2 separate regions of the Ovis aries genome follow, and region 1 is linked to region 2. Evidence: chromatin contacts called from public Hi-C data. All regions are on one chromosome and are shown on one strand. The core of a region is the stretch at or near the end of the contact, and the rest is flanking DNA. Distances in the headings are between cores, read along the strand shown. Region 1 has its middle 29 kb from the start of FCHSD2. Region 2 overlaps FCHSD2 (FCH and double SH3 domains 2).

Region 1 (3,311 bases), core at 112-2,611, 270 kb before region 2:
TCACTTTCACAATTTGACTTTAGAAAATCCCCGTGAGCCGTGACTTTTCTCCCAGGAGCAGTCCACTCCTTCACTGTGACGCCCCTCCCAGCCTTCAGGCCCCTGGATGCCCCAAAGAGCTCATGCCCATCTCATTCTCCCTTTCCCTCCTTTTTCTTACTTCAGGGATATTTAATTCTGCCCTGCTGCTGCAACCCACCATGCCACATCGTCTTTAAGAATGCCAATGGCCTTTATAATGGGAATTACAAAACAGCCGAAATTTTAGTTCTACTTCGACTCTCTTCCTGGGGCAGAAACATTTTGCTCTCAGAGGAATGAATGGGGAGAATCACCAACACAAAACTCCTGCCCAGTTCATCCTCCCTTTCTTCTTTTCTGCAGTTCATACATCCCTTTAGGGAACCCTGTGGTCCCAGGGAAGCCAGCTCAAGGGGTGGAAATAAGACCTAAGCTGGACCAGTCAGTACATTCCATCTCTTGGCCACAGTGATTGGTTCAGGAGAGGCTTGTCCCCCGAGGTGACCAGCCAGAGTGAAACTTGGGACTTTTGCAGGCACCCTGTTTCACAAGCTCTGTTTCGCTCGGGGTGGGGTGGGGGGGGGGGGTTGGGATGCATCCTTTGGAGGTGAGAGGCCAGTGGCCATTTTGTTATTGAAAGTGATTGTCAAGGAGTTCCATTCAACCTGCTGAGGCAGACAGCATGAAGCAATTCTGGGTCTTTTTTCCTTCCTAATTACTCCCTTTACTCTTTCCTCTTTTTTTTTTTTTTAACATCATAGATAGAGTTTTTATAACTTTCTAGTCTCATTCAGTTATTTAAACTCAGACCAGCGAAGTTTAAAATTTCAGTCTCCTATCCAATTCATAGCGATTCTTTTACGCTATCCAGCCTAGAATTGTGACTAGAGGGGCTTAGCATGGGAATGGACCATGATGTACCAATGACACACTCTGCTCTTTGCTGGTCACTAACTCCTGGAGGTGGGGAGGAAGCTTGACAAGATCTCCTGCCAGCCCAACTTCAACCTGCAGTAGAGAGGGTTCCCTGGTCTTGCTCTGGTTCCTTCTGGCCTTGATGGCCTCTGTGATATGGTGGCCTCCACAGAGGGGATGTGTGTGGTTTTTTGGGTGCTGTTTAGCTCTACATTGGCCCCCTCTTTACCAAGGATCCCCACAGATAGGGGCCACCTGGCCTCCCTTTGTCCCTACCATTGGTTAGTCCCCAGCCCGTCCCTCGGATCAGGGGTCCTACTGCTTGGCCTTGTGCCTGCTGATTGGCCATCTGGTTCCTGTACCTCCTCTGACCCTCATACTCTTTCATAAGGAGCCATGGGAAGTATGAGGAACTGGGAGGGGTGGCCCTGTTTTCCTCCACCATATCCTGGTTTTGACAAGCTTGCTGACACAGGCCCTTCCATGAGCTTATCTCCAGAATGCTCTAATCCACTATCTGTGTTCACAAACAACCCCTGTCTCATGGGAACACAGCCCGGGGTCCTCCCTGCCCACAGCCCAGCTTTCTCCCTACACTTTATTCAGGCAGCAGCACCAGCATGAGCCTGCAGGGTTCTAGCTCAGAGAGAGTATCGAGAAGCCCCTCTCCCCCTGTGCAGGCACCCCAGTCTCTTCAAGGAAGCTCTTGGATGTCTCTATTCTCCCTCCTCTGTCTTCCATATCCACTTGCTTAGCTTTGATGGGGAAGAGAAATCTGGGAGATTTAGAACCTCTATTGGTTGAAATGGGGAAGAATTAGCATTTAAAAGGGCCTGGAAAGCCACAGTGGAATTTTCAGCCAGGATCTTCTCTCTTACTTCAGAGATGAGCCCTATGCCCACATCTTTGATCCCCGCCTTTCTCCAACACTAAGTAGGCCCCTGCCTGCCTCAGCTCTGAGCTCTCCATCTACTATAAAGGGGAAAAATGATGTATTTAGCTGAACTAGCTCAGAGGTACATCTACCACAAGATGGCTTTCCTGATCACAGTGAAAATAAGTGCTGGAGTGTTTCAAATTCCTAAGTCCTTTACATTCATTAGTTTGCCCTTCAATCTGATTAGCAAGTAGGGGCCAGCAAGTGCCAATCCTCCTGGGTACCAGACTCTCCTCAGTGGAAGAAGGGATGCCCAGGGCTTTAGCCTGAGCTTCAGTCTGACTCTGCAAAACTGTCTATTAGTTGCTAGCCTCCTGCCTGCATCAGCCCATGTCTCCTGCCAGGAAAGCAGACTCAGGAGGCTGGGTATATCAGCATCCCTTCTGCCTCCCCAGTTGGCACCGGCTCCTCTAGCCAGAACTCTGCTGCTGTTTCTTATTCTCTGAGGACTGCCCAACTCACCTCCCCTTCTTCTTCCTCCCACTCAGTTAACAGGAAGAATTTCAGAGATAGCATCATTTAGGGGCCCAGCAAGACCCAGATGGCCCACTCAGTGGAAAATGGAGGAGATTTCTTTTCTTTCTTTCATGAAAAAATTTTTTTTTTCTTTTTGGCTGCACTGTGCAACACGTGAAACTTCCCCAACTGGGGACCAGGGATGGAACCCATGCCCCCTGCAGTGGAAGTGAGGAGTCTTAACCATGGGCCCACCAGGGAAGTCTGAGTATAGGGGAACGTGAAGTGCGATAACCTGGAGCTGGTAGTAACAGAATGGCCTGACTGGCCAAGGCGGGTGAGGAGCAGTTACTAGAACCTGGAATGAGACAGTCACATAGAGTCAGCCTCTTCGAGAGGAGCAGTGACCTTTAGGTGAGGGACAGAGCCAACCCAAGTCACTGCCACAAGAAGGGAGCCAAGGGAGTAAATTACCCTGCCCTCACTCTCCTCCCTTCTTGGGATCTCCATTGGCCAAGCCCAGCCTGAAGCCAGAAGCAAGCACTTCTGTTAACTAAGTCCACCCAGGTCAGCCTCCTGGGGCAGAGAGCAGAGTGGGGAAGGCTAGGGAATGGAAAATATCCAGCATAGGCAATCCAGCATCTGGGGAGTCTGTGCCTTTTTCAGTAAGGTTTCCCTGTCGCTTGTACCCATGGTTATCTGTTCTAGCAGGGCCAGATTCTCCAAGTACATCTTGTCCTACAGCTCATGGCTCATAGAACAAGTCTTTTCAGTCTTAGGGCACGTGGGGAGCACTTGTCTCCTTTCTGTTGTCTTTAAGATAAACGAATCCTGGCACCTCCCCTTATCACTGCACACCACTTTAAATGGCACTGGTCATTCTCGCACAGAGTTGAAGGCACTGAATTGCAGCTTTGAATCCGTGTTTGGTTCCTACTGCCAGAGCCTCTGCCTGCCTGCCTGCTAAGTCACTTCAGTCGTT
Region 2 (3,593 bases), core at 206-2,705:
AAGACTTGTTTTGTGGCCCATTATATGATATATATCAATAAATGTTCCAAGTGTACTTGAAAAGAAAATATAATCTGCTATTGTTAGGTGTTATCTTTTATAAACGTCAGTTAAATTGGTTTGTAGTGTTGTTCAAGTCTTCCGCATCCTTACTGATTTTTTTATTTCTCTACTTGATGCTCTATGCCTTGTGAGGTTTCCTGCTCTGTTAAGAGGGAACAGGAAATATTCCCAGGCCTATGTGAATGCTGAGGATGGTTCCCTCTAATCCTTTGAGGGGTTCTTTCAGTGGCTTTGGGTAGTTCTTGATGTACATGTGCTTATCAGTACTTAGCTGAAGACTTAAGGAGGACCCTCTGTAGATTTCCAGAGTTCTCTCTATGCATTTCTCTTTTCTTCATTACTGTGCAAACCCTAGCCACTTTGGCCTTCCTGAAGTCCCAGTTTCGTGTCTTCAATTCCAGTAGGTCACCAACCTCTTCCTGGGTTCTCTCCTGCTGTATCTCATCTTGGAAAATTTTTTCAGATAGTAGGTTGGGGAAATTGTTTGTTTCCCGAAAGGATCACTGTTCTTCATCACATAATGTCCAGTGTCTTGAAAACTGTTATTTTGTAAATTTTGAACAGTTTTTTAGCTGTGTCTGGAAGGTTTAAACCTGGTCCCTGATATTCCATCTTGCCTGGAAACAGAAATCCATTTGGCTGATATTTTCAACATCATCTTTTATAATATACCTGTGTTGTATTTGGAATGATGTTCACTGTGATCACTTTTCTGTCTAGATGGAATTCAGAGGTTCTCCTAGCCACTTACAGGGAGCTGTCTTCCTCTAAGCTGGAGATCACCAGATTTTTTTTTAAATCTATCTTCTCCTTTCCTCATAAAAACAACAATTATGTATTAAGTGTCTCCTTTGTACCAAGCATATATTAAGGGTTTAAGTGTTGCCTCACTTAATCCTCATGATAACTTTGTTAAGAAGTAATTGTCTTCATTATAGAGATGAGGTAATTGAAGTTGAGAAATCAAATAATTTGCCCAAGGTCATATAGCAAGTAAATGACATAGTCAGCATTCAGACCCAAGTCTGTCAGATCCATAAAGCTGATGAAGCCCTTCAGAGGTAATTTGCTGAGTATGAGGTCAGCTACTAAAACCAACTCAGAAAGGTTCTTCTTATCTGCCGTTGCAATAACAGTAAGCATTTTACAACATCCCAGAAAGGAAAATTATTAGTACCACTGGAAAGAATAGTTTTGATTAAAATTCTGTCCGGTGACAGGAAGGAAAAGGGATAAGTGAGCAGTTAGGAAACAGGAAGAATGTGCTTTTAGAAATGCTAGGTCAAGAAAACATTGCAACAGTTTAAAAAACAAAAAAAAAAAAGGAAACATTGCAACAGTTAAGTTACAGAAGGTGGAAGAGGAAAAAGGAAGAAGCTGTCCTGAGATGACATACTTTGGAAAACTGCAAGAGCAGTGCAAAAGCATGTAGCAGTGACCCCTGCTGCCGTCACTGCAACCTTCCATTCCCTTCTGTGAGAATCAAAAAATGAATTCAAAATAAAGAAGAAAGAAAGAATGCTTAGTATCAGATAACATTGCCACGATGAAACATTTTGAATTGATTCCCAGTGCCAAAACACAGTACATATTAACATTCCTTATGCTGTATTTTTGGAAACTCGCTCTACCCACATTGGCTTTAATTTTGTTATGGATGTATGGGTGTTTTGTTTTGCTTTTTGTGCCCACAGTTGTCTGTAACCTTTTCTAGAGTATAAAGGCATCTTCCAAGTATATGTAAATGTGTTTGTTAGTTTGAGGGCTTCCCAGGTGGCGCTAGTTGTAAAGAACCTGCCTGCCAATGCAGGAGAGTAAGAGGGTTCAATGCCTGGGTCGGAAGATACCCTCGAGAAGGGCATGGCCACCCACTCCAGTATTCTTGCCTGGAGAATCCCAGGGACAGAGATCTGCTCTGACCTTCTCGAGTCACTCCTCACTCACAGGGCTGTCTGTGCACTTAGCGTTTGGGTATGCTGACTTCCCACTCTAGGTTGTGAACTCCCGCAAAGCAGACTGTGTCCTTCATTTCATATCTCAGAGCCTAGCTTAGTGTTCAGCATTTAGTAGGTGTTTGATTATTTTAATTAATTGTCCTACCATAAGGCCCAATTCTGACTGCCCATTCCTTATATTCTTACTGTGTAAACCTTAATGCCTTTGTATGTTTGAACATTGGGAAAAGTAGCCAAATAAGTGTTTGTATGTAGCTAGAAACCAAGAAACCTTTGAGCTGATTTTGTTTCTTCTTTGCTGGATTTTAGTTTAAAAAGTAAAACTTACTTTTTGTTTATAGTTCAGAGGTGTATAGAACAAGCCCATCTCCTATGTTCTCCAGTCTTAGTCCTTCTTACTCTGCCTACCTCTGTCAGATGTTTATACTCATTTAAGTGTTATTTGCATTTTAATGCAATAGACAATACTCTAGATAAATAGATTTTTACACTTAATACCATTTTAATTAATATATGCCTTTTAGCTATGGGCAGTAATATACCTTGAAACTGGATTTATTTTCATTTATTTTCCTTGAAATTACATTTCGAAAGAAACTGTGCCCTTTTCTGTGGCAAAATATATGAAACATAAACTTCATCATTTAAACCATTTTAAAATACAAAGTCCAGTAGCCATCATCCGTCTCCAGAACTCTTTTTATCAGTAGAATCATGCAGTATTTATCTTCTTTTTGACTGGCTTATTTCATTTAATATTAATGCCCTTAGGGTTCACCCATGCTATAGTATGTGTCAGAATGGCATTCCTTTTTAAAGCTAAGTAATATTCTGCTGTCGAATACCACCGTTTGGTTCATCCAACCATGTCAGTGGATGCTTGGGTTGCTTCCACCTTGTGGCTATTGTGAATAATGCTGCTGTCAACATTGGTATACAAATATGTATTCACATCCCTGCTTTCAAACTCTTTTGGGAAAAATAATTGAAAGAATAGAATAGAAATTAAAATTGAAGAGCATTGGGAGTACAGAAGTGAAATTGCTGGATTATACAGTAATTCTATGTTAAAGTTTTTTAAGGAACCATCATAGCATTTTTCCAAAGCAGCTACACCATTTTACATTCCTACCAGTGGAGCACACATGCTCTAATTTATCCGTATCTTTTTTTTTTAAGTAATTTTATTTATTTATTGTTTTTGGCTGTGCTGGGTCTTCATTGCTGTGCAGGTTTTTTTTTTTTTTTTTTTCCAAGGAGGTACCAGTGTACGTTTAAACCAGCCATGGATGAAAACCTGTTTCGCTACCTCGTTGGTTCAGTTCAGTCGCTCAGTCGTGTCCAACTCTTTGCAACCCCATGAATCGAAGCACGCCAGGCCTCCCTGTCCATCACCAACTCCCGGAGTTCACCCAAACTCATGTGCATCAAGTCGGTGATGCCATCCAGCCATCTCATCCTCTGTCGTCCCCTTCTCCTCCTGCCCCCAAATCCCTCCCAGTATCAGGGTCTTTTCCAATGAGTCAACTCTTCATGTGAGGTGGCCAAAGTATTGGAGTTTCAGCCTCAGCATCA

What was found. A called contact is a pair of places that touch in the nucleus more often than the background predicts.
Region 1: a Hi-C map of liver shows a contact between it and region 2, with 2.4 times the contacts expected there. The contact joins two enhancer-like sites. A contact is called at or near these places in 3 of 16 Hi-C or Micro-C datasets (hypothalamus, liver and tail adipose tissue).

The regions. Positions count from the first base shown.
Region 1 is chr15:51,381,186-51,384,496 of ARS-UI_Ramb_v3.0, reverse strand. No RefSeq gene overlaps it. Among named protein-coding and RNA genes, the nearest start is that of FCHSD2, 29 kb to the right of the region's middle. Within about 2 kb of position 1,361, at least 6 of the 54 cell types and tissues checked have an H3K27ac peak or open chromatin away from gene starts, as enhancers often do. A contact at or near this core is called in liver, where this site is marked.
Region 2 is chr15:51,112,468-51,116,060 of ARS-UI_Ramb_v3.0, reverse strand. All of the region lies in intron 13 of FCHSD2 (FCH and double SH3 domains 2), which reads left to right. Among named protein-coding and RNA genes, the nearest start is that of ATG16L2, 37 kb to the right of the region's middle. Within about 2 kb of position 1,455, at least 3 of the 54 cell types and tissues checked have an H3K27ac peak or open chromatin away from gene starts, as enhancers often do. A contact at or near this core is called in liver, where this site is marked.